2 separate regions of the Mus musculus genome follow, and region 2 is linked to region 1. A link is a contact called in public Hi-C data. All regions are on one chromosome and are shown on one strand. Each heading gives the region's core, a stretch centred on a gene start, on an enhancer-like site or on the middle of the called end of the contact. The rest is flanking DNA. Distances are from core to core; before and after follow the strand shown. Region 1 has its middle 13 kb from the start of Gm36427. Region 2 has its middle 53 kb from the start of Gm36475.

Evidence for each region. Hi-C and Micro-C count contacts between places; a contact is called where the count stands out from the background.
Region 2: a contact with region 1 is called in a Hi-C map of cerebellar granule neurons, with 2.3 times the contacts expected there. The contact joins two enhancer-like sites. A contact is called at or near these places in 5 of 484 Hi-C or Micro-C datasets (brain, cardiomyocytes, cerebellar granule neurons and 2 more) and 1 of 115 datasets of contacts at active chromatin or transcription factors (cardiomyocytes).

The regions. Positions count from the first base shown.
Region 1 is chr13:101,317,477-101,320,176 of GRCm38.p6, forward strand. No RefSeq gene overlaps it. Among named protein-coding and RNA genes, the nearest start is that of Gm36427, 13 kb to the left of the region's middle. Within about 2 kb of position 1,330, at least 16 of the 459 cell types and tissues checked have an H3K27ac peak or open chromatin away from gene starts, as enhancers often do. A contact at or near this core is called in cerebellar granule neurons, where this site is marked.
Region 2 is chr13:101,486,148-101,488,847 of GRCm38.p6, forward strand. No RefSeq gene overlaps it. Among named protein-coding and RNA genes, the nearest start is that of Gm36475, 53 kb to the right of the region's middle. Within about 2 kb of position 1,279, at least 11 of the 459 cell types and tissues checked have an H3K27ac peak or open chromatin away from gene starts, as enhancers often do. A contact at or near this core is called in cerebellar granule neurons, where this site is marked.

The DNA of each region.
Region 1 (2,700 bases), core at 80-2,579:
TAGGTAGAAAGAAGACAGAGGGGGTCAGGGATAGCAGAGACCTGGGGAGACAGGGGGAAGGGAACCAAAAACCATGCTGTTCAGAAAGGTCAAAGTGGTATCTAACATATTCTATGCTGTTTAAAAAAATAACATATAAATAATAATAAAGAACGTGGCTGTAACTGATGGGAAAAGTGGCAGGGCCCATGAGTCCCTAGAGCAGAGTTACCTGGCCCAGCGGGGAAGCAACAATGGAACATCTTCAATCTGAATCTTTGCTGCTTCTGGCCTTTTCTCTGACCCTGAAAGTAATCCAGACACCCATCCTTCCTTCTGTAGAGTGAGGCTGGGGACATGCATGTTAGCGTGATACGCTTGTATAATAGAGATTCTAAAATATATCATATCTTTGTATGGTGACTCATCTAGCATTCAGGAGGCTGAGGAACTCAGGTTCAAAGCTAATGTAGGCAATATGGTGAATACAAGACCCATTCATAAAAATAACAATAAGCCTGGTGGTAGCACACACCTTTAATTATAACAGGAGGCAGAGGAAAAAGCAGAGGGCAGAGGGCGGGGGGGGGGGGGTGGGGACCAGGGGCCGGGGGCCGGGGCCAGGGGGCAGGGGGCAGGGGGCAGGGGATCTCTGAGTTCCAGACCAGCCTGGTCTGTAGAGTGAGTTCCAGGACAGCCAGGGCTACAAGGAGAAACCCTGTCTCAACAAACAAACAAATGAAACAAAACAAAAAACAAAAGCATAACAATAATTTTAAAAAACATCAATAAGCAGCTACTAAAACAAGAAGAAACAACAATAAAAAGCAAACCCCCAAGAGCTCTAAAATCATAGGGTATATGGGAAGAATGCTCAGGCCACCCAGTCAATCCCAGATGCTATCTTGGAGGTGATTTCAGAATCAAGGTGTTTTCAGGCTTCGTTATAGAGCTGAGAGACTGAGATGTGGCAAAGTAAGTTAACATGGCTGAAGGTCACTATCTGAGAAATGCTGGAGCCCTTTGATTCTGGGGATATCCTTTTTTGTCCATTAGTTTGTGACATTACCATTAAATTCATATGCCATTTAAACTAGTGGACCCACCCTTTGATTTTTATGTATCTTCTAAATTGGATTTATGGCATGTTGGAGCTTTTCTCTTGACACTGCATTCAGAATTACTTTATGGTTAAGGAAATCTTTGAAGGTTGATAATGCAGTGGCCTCTAATAGCAGATCCATCAGAAAGAAGCCTTTCACTTGGCACCAATTCTCAATGATCTCAGTGAGCTATTTAAAGCTTGGCGAAAGAGCCCAGAAAACTGCTGAAGTGCCACCCCAGAGCTGCTTGGCAGATGTAATTCGGATCCTAAGAGAACAATAGTTGCCACAGTCAAATCAGTTGCCTTGGCTTTGTTGTCTTGTTGCTGTGATAAAATACGTTGACAAAAGAAGCTTAGTGGGTGAAGTTGGTTTTTGGGGTTTTTTTTCCCCCACACAATTTGCGGTTACAGTCCACCATTGTGGGGGAGGTCATGGTAACAGGAACTTGAAGCAGCTTGTCATGTCCATAGTCATGAGTCAAGAGGGAAAATGAATACATCCAAGGTCATTACTTTGCTTGTTTGTTTTATTCCCTCCCCCCATTCTTATGTAATCCAGAGCCACAAGCCCAGGGAATGGTGCTACTTTCAATAGGCAGATTCTGTTACATTAACAAACTTATGATAATTTTCCTAGAGACCTGCCTCCAGGCCAACTAGATCTTTTGTGACTAGGATATTACCTTTAGACATTCTCTCTGATACTGTATGTGTGCACATCTGGCTTCCCATGGTCTTTCTTATCACTAAGAGAATTAGGAATCTTGGCAAGTCTGTGCAAGAAGACTTATTGGTTCCCCATAATGCCAACACTAGTCTCTCTTCTCATGCACCACAGTCTAGAGGGATTAATCTAGGTAGTTTTTGTAGAGATTTGAAGGACTATACATGTTTATTCTATGTGCTTCTGCAAATATTGAGTATCTATGAACTTCTTTGCTTCATGATAGATAAAATAGTCACTGGAGACAAATAGAGCAAGTGATCCTCTACCATAGAATGGAACTCAGTGTGTAATGGAATGAAATATAGCATGATATAAAAATGATATTCAGTCAAGATATTATGACCAAGCCCAAAGGATGGAGGATGGAAGTTGTGGAAGGTCATGGGATTTTCTGTCAATAGGTCTGTGTTCATGCCCAGCTATCACTAGCTTTATTATCATAGTTAGATAGGCTTGGAAAGTTATGAAGATTAAGTAAAGACCTATAAAGATGGTATCGAATAAGACAGGGTATGTAAGGAATACTCAGTAAAAAAAACCTTTGCTTTATTGTTATTATGACAGACCTTATAAATGCTACAAGAATTCAGAGGTGAACACGATAGGCTAGGAACGAGAAGCCCTGTCCACTGTGGAAAGGCCATCCTTACAAAGGAGATGATGTGAGAATGAGCATGCAAATCAATCAGCTAGTTACCCAGACCGAAATGATGGGTAGGTGAGAAGAGGCTCTTAAATTGCCAGTCTCTGGAAGCTTTTGGTTTTCCTCGGTGAGTCACAGTAGTGAGTGGTAGCACAAGGCAGGCAGAAACACCAACAAGTGATACCCTCTAGCACTTCAGTCTCTGTACAGGCCTCACATGGCAGGGCCCTTACTATAACCCTTTAA
Region 2 (2,700 bases), core at 29-2,528, 170 kb after region 1:
AGGGGCAGAAGAGATGCGTAGCACAGGTACCGAGAAAGTCACCAAGCTAAAGGTGTCAGCCTGTGAAATGAAATTGTTCTTTTGCTGACAGTGCTTGTGTCAACTGGTCTTCCTTGTAATCACAGGATGCTCGTAGATCGTGATCACAAAAGTTACCAGTAGTTTGGAGAGCAAGTTTATAGCAGCCATTAAACCATTTGTTTAATTTGGTACTATTAGGCAATAGAAGAAACTCGCCATTCCCCAATGAGTTTGTAGCATATCTTTGTGGTTCTGTGAGCTTCTCGACAGATGGTTCTTGCAGATGTGGCTTATTTTGGTCATTTCTGCTGTTACCAGGATGCAAATCTCCCAAACACACACTTTAGAGTCCAAAGACAGTCTTCATAGTAAGTTTCTTAAATCCAGATGTTTTACTGTTGGATCAGTTTTCATTTTGCTATGTGAATCCTCTGGCCTCATGAGAAGTCTGTGTTTGGGGGTGTCTATAACAATAAACAAGAGTATATATCATATATCTCTATCTATCTATCTATCTATCTATCTATCTATCTATCTATTCATCAAAATACAAACCATTAACTTATTCCCACTTCATGTTATATGGCAGGGTATTCATCGTTTCAGTCTAGACCAGACACTGGGGGTTACTCAAGTCTTCCTCAAGAATGCATTCACCTTTGCCCTGGATGAGAAAGTGCTAAAATCATTGCAGTTTTCACTCTTTCCACTACTAAGAGTTCAGAAAGTTAGGGGCTGCAAGATTGGAGTTTTCCATTCCTATAAGTCTAATGGAGGTGGCTCAAGGAACAACTCCTGCTCCTTGCCAGTTACTGACCTAATTTCTCTGCATTTTCAATCCCAAGTTTGTATGCATTTATAAGATGCAAATTCAGTATTTACTTGAATCTGTTTGACTAAAAAAAAAAAAAAAAAAGCCTGGTAAAATTCCAATTCTGGAAAGGTTTGTCTTTGCTTTTCTGACTCAGGATCCATGTTTAGAAAAGGACGATAACAACAGAGCCCTCTCCAGATGCATTCAAAGTGAGTGGAGGTTTCATGCCCAGGGAACAGGAGTCTACCGTGGTTAGATGTCTAGTTTCTACAAGTGTAGAATATACTTCTTACCACTTCCAGCTGCCCTACTATGTGTTGAATTCAGTGACAGGTAAGTAAACAAGCATGAAATTTTCAGTCTCCCACTTAGAGGTCTTTCCTTGGATGCTTCTCCCTGTGGTCTGCCAAGCTACGTTCTGAATAGCCTGGTTCGGCTCAGTCTTCTTTTCGGAACTTACCACATGTATTGTGTCCACCTGTTCTCACCCAATTCTGATGCTGCCTTGGTGTATTGTGAAATTCCTCATCTTCTGGCCCCTTTTTGATGCCTGATCTAGTTATGGACAGAAATACCAAACTCACAAAAGGTTCTCCCCATCCTCAGAAACCCCCCTTTATGTGTATGTTACTCCTGATACAGCAGAGACCACCTGTCAGCGGAGCTACTAAAGGTTCAATGTATGAGGGGTTTTTTTCCCCTTCTCTCTCTCTTCTCAAGGCTCAATTTTCTAGGCAATTTACATTTGAGACTGCAGAGTAGTGGGTGTGTGGCTGCTTCCAACTTTCCCTGAGTGGTGATGTAATCGTGGAGCAGCCATCTGTAGTTCCTCCATCTGGTTGGTGAAGGCTGCTCTTGCCAAACCAGGAGCAATGCACCAAGGCCAGTCTCACCTTTCCAAAGCTGTGACAGGCAGTCTACCATCTCTGGGTCTTCAGAGTAGATGGCTTATAGATGGGCTATATTTATTCCAGTGCTAGGAAAGACCTGCAGAGCTCTGTGTCTTGATATCTTCATCAATAACATGGAATGAACCTGTCTCCCCTTATAAATTTGATCTGAGGATTGGGAAGCATACAGACAGCTTTTGTATATGGCATGAGCTTGGCATATGATAAATGTCCTCATTCCCTCTGTGGCATGATCATCTTGGGATTCTCACTGTTAAGCTACAGTCTGATTCCCCCCCCCCCCATTACTAGAACCAACTCCATGGCAGCATCTTGCCTTACTGGGATTTACATAGGATGCTAGAGCATTTAAAATAACAAAACTATGATCTTGGTGATGGACCTGCCACTCAACTGGATGACTTTAGATTAGCACATTTTTTTTCCAGGAAAGCAAAAAGATTAACTTGAAGAATTGCTAAAAATCTATGCTTCTACCATAACATCTGCTGAAGGATGTGATGAGAGAATGCATACTCTGCATGAGAAGTGAGCCTTCTTTCTCCCTTAAATGGATGCGTGCTATCTTAAAGGCTCTGTGATCACATTGTGGACTTCTTTCCAATAGGCTCACTCCGGACTCCAGCCTAAATCATGAGGTGGCTTCTCAGACTCATAGAGGGATGGTATCTTTTAACACTGACGTCTCATTCCGAGACCAAATCCTATGAAGCAATTCCTATGACCCAATTTCCATGAAAGCTTCTATTGCTCTTACTGCATCTGTCTGGTGACTCCGTGAGTGAGAACTGAGGCCTGCTGGGGAGGACGAAAGGGAAGAAGGGAAACTTGGATTCAAGTTCAACAGCTCACCATGTGTCACTCACAAAGCTGACACTGGACACTCATGCGCATAATTAGGGAAGACACATTCGAGGACTTTCCCTACCTAGTAACAATGCAGTGAAAGGACTG